Linked DNA regions of Drosophila melanogaster: region 2 is linked to region 1. The links are chromatin contacts, called in public Hi-C maps. All regions are on one chromosome and are shown on one strand. The core of a region is the stretch at or near the end of the contact, and the rest is flanking DNA. Distances in the headings are between cores, read along the strand shown. Region 1 holds the start of CG11279. Region 2 holds the start of flr (flare).

The links. A called contact is a pair of places that touch in the nucleus more often than the background predicts.
Region 2: a contact with region 1 is called in a Hi-C map of the Kc167 cell line, with 4 times the contacts expected there. A contact is called at or near these places in 4 of 107 Hi-C or Micro-C datasets (the D17-c3 cell line, the Kc167 cell line, embryo and 1 more) and 2 of 7 datasets of targeted methods (both in the Kc167 cell line).

What each region holds. Positions count from the first base shown.
Region 1 is chr3L:13,045,327-13,048,778 of dm6, reverse strand. CG11279 reads right to left here and starts at 1,802. Exons shown (of 2, transcript NM_001300127.1): 1 at 1,608-1,802; 2 at 1-1,544. The coding sequence starts at 1,698. The coding sequence ends at 1,327. It overlaps Syx13 (Syntaxin 13), which reads right to left. Exons shown (of 3, transcript NM_079330.3): 2 at 3,184-3,452; 3 at 1,885-2,562. The coding sequence ends at 2,384.
Region 2 is chr3L:13,410,965-13,414,415 of dm6, reverse strand. flr (flare) reads right to left here and starts at 1,573. Exons shown (of 7, transcript NM_140385.4): 1 at 1,441-1,573; 2 at 978-1,099; 3 at 268-358; 4 at 1-79. The coding sequence starts at 1,474. CG10222 reads left to right here and starts at 1,963. Exons shown (of 1, transcript NM_001300131.1): 1 at 1,963-3,294. The coding sequence starts at 1,964. The coding sequence ends at 2,887.

The DNA.
Region 1 (3,452 bases), core at 553-3,052:
AAACAGCATATCCGAAAAGGGGCATACCGCCAAATTGCTGGTTGAGTGCAGAAATGCATTTGCATGCTGGGAGCACTTTCAATCTGGTGCTAAACTAAAAACGCAAAACGCCCAAAAAAAAAACGACTAACGAGCACCTGGGGATCCTGTCACCTGTTCCTCAGTTTAGTGGGCGGTGGGCCGGTTGGGAGTGGCTAATTTGCATGCGATTGAAATGGCGCGGAATCAAAGTGCTTGATAAAAGGGGGTGAGTGATAAAAGGGGGTGGGCTGCAACAAGGGGAAACAAAACAAAAACACGCAATCGGCTGTGAATTTTTCCGGCTGCATGTGAGTGCGGGATGCTGGCTAATTAAAAGCGCATCAAAAGCGGACAGAATTTGCATAGCAAACGAAACGAAACGTTGCGAAAATTAAATAGAAATTGTTAGTGGCACTTTTTCCTTTTCACTTCGTCAAAGCTGCCTGCCAATGACTAAAAAGTTTGTCATGAATAGCTGTCGTTAAAGGAGCGGAATTACGGAATTTTGGAATTCCCCCGAATTCTGGGCGAACGGAGCCACAGCGAATCGTCCAATAAATGTCAGCGGAACCAACTTTGTTGGCCAACTATTTTTATAATTAAACAAACTGATTGTGATAAGTAGGAAGCTGAATGCAAAAGTTCTTCCAGCAGCGGCCACCAAAGGTCCGCTCATAAATTGGCCAAACGTCAAAGTAAGCATTGTACTACTTGGTCAACAAGTCCTTGAGACAGCGTTGGGAAAAAGTCAAAGCTCACGACAAGAAAACTTAATGAAAACTTCAAAAATTCGTATAATTTGCACGGCATTTAAAAGAAAATGTTATCGTTCTTAGTAATTTGCATTCATTGTGAAACATACTGAATAAAATATTCAAGATTGTAAGACAATGTACTCTGCATTTGGCAACATTTAACTTTTTATAACATAAAATAGTTCATACTAACATTGAAAATGAATTTGTTCATTTAGTATAGCTTCTAATGAATGAATTTAGTATCAAATATTAGGTTCACCTGACCATCAATAGAAATGCAATCCTAAAACTCAGCGAGAACTACAAAATTTAAGTAACTTTCTTAATTTAGTAGACTGTTGAGAGATTGCAGATACTAACAACGCTTTAAAGCTCATATGCTCTGATATTAGGCGGATTTGTTAATCCTTTTGGCAATCTTAAGAGGAGAATTCGTTTCCTTTGGGTTCCAATCGATGCTATAACAAAGGAAATAGTTTTAGAAATGTTTTACTATACAATATGCAGGTCATTTGGTTATCAACAGAGTACTTATGCCTAGAGTAAGCTATTCCGCGGACTTGGCGGTACTGGCCGCCGCAGCCGCCTTCGCCTGGGAGGCGTGGTGCTTGGCCACCGCCTCCTGGGCCTTGCTCAACTGGATGTAGCCCTCGTGGGCGCGGGAGCGCAGTTCGCTCTCCACGCTCTTGTTGACCGACTTCGAAATAACGGACTTGATCTTCTGCGTCTCATTGAACTTGGCCTTTTTCGCCTGAATTGGCGCATCTGTAAATTAATAAAACAAAAACATAGAATTTGGAGAAGATTGTTAAGCATGTGGGTAATCACTTGATCGACGGGTGAAAGCAGCTTGCTTTTGGTTCTTCTTTTTCTGTATCGCTGCTGGTAGCTTGGCCTTCTTGAATTTTCCCTGTGGCATCTTTACAAATGACAAATTTTTATCAAGAAAACGAAATATAAATGTTTTGCTGTGCAGCACGTTGTTTTGGTTTTGCCCCACACCGATAAGTCTATCGATTACGTCCTATCAATTTAAGCGGACTGCCAACCTATTGCATCCTCTTTGAGCCACTTGGCGCGCTTTTCAAATCACTCAAATTGGTTTGTTCGGTTTATTTTATTTTCGATTGCTGGCTCACTTATATATAACTTGTAACATATATCAAAAGGGAATACTAAAGCCGCAGACGGCTTCAGCAATCCGCCTTCCGCTTTCTCGAAACTAAACACAAAAATTTTACAAATTTCAATGCAAAACTCAGATTGCTCGCGATAATCGTTTTTAACAAGAAATAATTAACATTTAAAAGCGCTGAATATTGTTTATATGCAAGTTAAGTGGGATTCAGTATCCTTATTTACTTATGTATATATATGTAGATATATATGTATAATTATAAATATGGTATTTGTTTTTATTTTTTGCTTTAGCTTTTCCTCTACATTCTTGTTGTCTTTGCTCACTTGGTGATTAAACAGAGTTCTCAACGATCGAATATTTTGTTTCTTATAAAAATCGTTTTACAAAAATCTATGCGTGTGTGTGTGTGTGGGTTGTGTATGTTTGCGTGTGTTTGTTGAATATGGGCGTAAAAATAAAACAATTAACTGTTCAGTTTGGCAACGATAACGCCAGTTACGATTAAACCTATTATCACAGCGATCACCAGGAGTATCAAGATCTTGCGCCGGTAGCTCTGGCGACTCCTGGCCGCCTTGGCCAGTTCCGAGGTGCCATCCTCAACGTTGGCGGCCGTCTGCTCAATACTGTTCTCGATGAAATCTGGAAAGAAATTGAGATTTGCTTAGAAAGTGTAATCAAAAACAAGTACAAAAACCTTCCATCAAGCAAGCACCTAGAAATTTTCAAAACTATTACTAATAAGGAGTGAAAAATTTTGGATATTTAAACCTGTAATAGCAGTCAGTAAATATTTTATAATATTTGCTTGCTCTTATCAGTTTCTTCTTATTTTTGTAAGACCCGAAATAATTGATTACTGTTCAAATAAACAGGAAGTTAAATTAAACGATATGATAAGCGTATGCACACATTACTTGCCAAATGACACGGGTTTTCATAAAAGATATGGAAAATTAAAACGTCTAAGTCGTTGTTGATAATTCCAATCAATTTCGAAATGTGCATTGTTATTGAAGCAAAGTCAATGATTCATAATTTCTTGCACATGTTTACTTATCAACTCATTTGAGAGATTTGCTATGCAACCTTTAAGCAACTGATAAGCTCTGAATATTTTGTTTTACCAATGGATTTCTCCATTTGGACGCTATTAAATATGTGGAACTGCGTGCATTTGGGTCGTAAAGTGAGAGCCCTAATTACGGCTTGTGGTTTCTCGATTTGCGGTCGTTGAGCCCCACTTGGATGGAGATTACTCACCCATCTGCTGCCCCTGATCGTGCACCAGTCCACTCAGCTGGGTCATGATCTGGTTGACATCGATGATGTCCGACTCTATTTGCTCGACCTGCCGCCGCCGATCGTCGAGCATGTCGTGCTCCTGCTGGAGATGGGCCTGCTCCAAGCGCTGTTGCTGCAGCAGCTCAGCACGGGCGTTGGTCTCCACCACCTGATCGGCAAATTGCTGCGCCTGCTGCAGGGTCTGCCGCATGGCCGATGAGATGCGTCGCTGCAGATTGGAGTACTTC
Region 2 (3,451 bases), core at 324-2,823, 370 kb before region 1:
CCTGCAATGGGCTGGAACTCATTTTTAAGCAGGTGCTCCTTGTTGACCGTGTCCCAAATGCGAATCTTGCCGGAGGCGTCTGGTGAGAAGAGGAGAAAGCCAAATAAATAACATTGCTCGCTTCAAAACCGCAGATAAGATAAAGAAACCGCTCCAAATAAGGAAATGCTAATCATGACCGTGGCGTGACTCATAGTGGTCACGATTTTTATGCTCTGTTGCCGAAAGCCGGGTGCTCCAAGTGTGAAATTGCTGGGCGAGACTTACCACCAGATGCAATATAAAATCCGCTGGGCGAGTACTTGGCCACGTTCACTGCACACGAGTGCTCCGTGTAGACATCGGCAATGGCTGGATTCTATGGTGCGGAAGAAAGGGAAAAGCATACATACATATTTTAGAGACACTTTTAGCAAATTAAAACAAATTAATGGTAAATGGGATCCTAATTATGAACATAGGTGTTTGGTTTTGAATTTGTTATGTATGTTTCCTTCATTAACATTTCATTTTCCAGAACCTGAATATCTTTTGGCGGAAGATTTTATTTCTTGATCATTAAAGATACCATAGAAGTGGCGGGATTATCGGGACAAAAGACAAAGAAACATGGAAATATTTTGAATTTATACCGATTCAATGGGTGAAAGATAGGCAAACACATAGCTGCTGTGAAGAATCACTTTGACCAGATGAAAACATCATAATGATGATGCGTGGGCGGCAAACAAGAAATGTATCTATGTGCCAGTCTGTGTTTTGCCGGTTGGCCTGTGGAATGGGAATCTGTGTTTTGCGCCTTATATACTGTACATATATATATAAATAAATATAGAACAGCTGCCCGAAAGCCAGAAAGCACACACAAACTGGCAACAGAAACTGCAGCCTGTCCAAAAATAAAACACCATTTGGACGTAAATGCCATGGATTTATGGCAGGAACGGAGCAGCAGGCTGCAGCATATATCAGCTTACCTCGATGTTCCGGATGATCACAGAGTTTCCATTGGTGTACAGGAAGTTCTTGCCCTTGGGATCGGCACCCAAAACGATGGGTTGGCCGCGTTGGGTGCGCGGCAGAGTTGCGTAGATGTTTTCTGCAATTAAGCGATTATTTCGATTAGAAATGGGCTGTGACTGCTGCTACTCAGATAACGCCGGCAAATTGGAGTGGGTGGAAAATAGGGTGCGGCTTCGTTTTTGGGGAGCGAACGGGAACGGGGTCGCTCCAACGGCTCCACACGCGCCTCCTCTTACTGCTTAAAAAGGTCTTTCATATGCATCTATGCCCATTTATGGGCATAATCACGGTGCTTCCGGCGATTGCTTTCTGCTTTTACCGTTTTTCGCCTGTTGACTCATCCCCCTCTCTACGTATCACATTCGGAGTGGGATCGGATTCATGACTCCAGTTTATCTCTGTGGGATTCCAACTCACTGTTTTCGTACGCCGGTGGTTGGGGTTGTGCCATTCTGGTGATTTCTCGGTGCTCCTGAAGCCTTTACTAATTAGTGCGAAATTCCGCGGATAAATGAAAACACCAAACTCAAGTTCGCCGACGATTAGTGGTGGGCTAAGATCGATGTTTTCACCATCGTCGTCATCGATGGTTTTTTCTTTGCTTTATATCGACTTTGCGCTGCGTTTACCCCTTTTTAACAGCGAAGTGAACTGGAAGGAAATTAAAAATATATTGTTCTGTGTTTTATACTAACAGTAACTACTAATTGCTACCGTTTTTAATTATACACTAAAAAATTGTTTTTTTTTTTGGGATTGAGTTTTCAATTTCCTATATTTGAAAAGGAAATATATAATCAAAATTGTATTTTTATCTAATTTAATAAAATGTATATTTTTCAAAAACTATCTAAATATCGATAAATTGCGCCAAATAAATTAATCGGTCTCTGTGGTTCCCCACCTCTACCATTGTTTATATTTTTCATTTTCCGCAAGAATGATGCAAAGATTTCCGACGCAGGCGACCGTGGAGAATCCACGTTATGGACAGCTAATCATAGGACCTCCTGGTTCTGGGAAAACCACCTATTGCGGTGAGGCCCTTAAGTTCTATCGCGAACTGGGCCGTCAGGTGGGCGTTGTGAATCTGGATCCAGCCAACGAAAACATGTCCTACGAACCGGTGCTAAGTGTGATGGAGCTAATCACTGTGGAGGATTGCATGGAGCACCTGAAGCTGGGACCAAACGGAGCTCTAATGCACTGCGCTGAGTATCTGGCCGACCATTTGGAGGATTGGCTGTTGCCGGCACTGCGCAAACTAAGCGCCACTTACAACTACTTCCTGTTCGACTGTCCCGGCCAAGTTGAGCTATATACCCATCACAACGCTATGGCCCGGATTTTCGAGCGTTTGGAGCGTGAAAGATATAGCCTGGTCACCGTTAACCTTATAGATTCCCATTACTGCTCGGAGCCTGCCAAATTCATTGCCACTTTGCTGATGGCATTGAACACCATGTTGCGGATGAGTCTACCCCACGTTAATGTGCTTTCCAAGGCCGATCTGCTAAAGAAGCACGAGACCAAGTTACACTTTAACGTGGACTATTATACGGACGTCCTGGACCTCAAGTATCTGCTGGACAAACTGGACGATGATCCCGCCATGCGCAAGTATCGAAAACTGAATGCAGCCATCTGCTCCATGGTGGAGGACTACGCTCTCGTTTCGTTCCAACTGCTGGACGTCTTCAGCACGGACAGCATGCTCCGCTTGCGCAATCACATCGACAAGGCTAATGGATACGTCTACAAGGCAGGTGAGGAGCAGACGGTCAACTCACTACTAGCCTGCGCCGTGGGTGCAGAAACTGAGGCCGCTCGCATGGAGCATGATGTCCAACCCTATATGGAATAAAAGAACTGAAACTAATCGAAAATAGCCTGTGATATTGTGCATTGTATTTCGAAAATAAGTTATACAAGTCGAGAGTGAGGGATTAAGGTACGGAATGAAAAGCAGTGATTTTTTGGATTTATTAAAATATTATCTCGGCTTGAACTCTTAAACTTTTTTAGTTGTTTTTCTAACCACATATTTTTAAGAGGAAATAAACCTTTAAAGTTGTTTAAATACATTGCAATAAGAATGGTTGATAATCACTTGAGGATCACCTAATCGGAAAACACCAAGAGAACTCTACATTTGAACTTGGAAAATCCAGACCACCACTAGATGTCGCTGCAAACGTTAAAACGTATGATGTATGTAAAATTTTACAGATGTACAGAATTGTACGGGTTTGAATTCAGAATTATTAAATTAAATTTAATAAAAAAAAATACAACAAAAATCATTTCGTTTTGTTTTGTTTTTGGGCTTTGTTGACTTTTTCAGAAAATATGTCAAATGGAGAAAATTGTATTTATATAAATTATGATTTTAAGAATATCCTTTGCTAGGCGAATAAAAATTGACAAT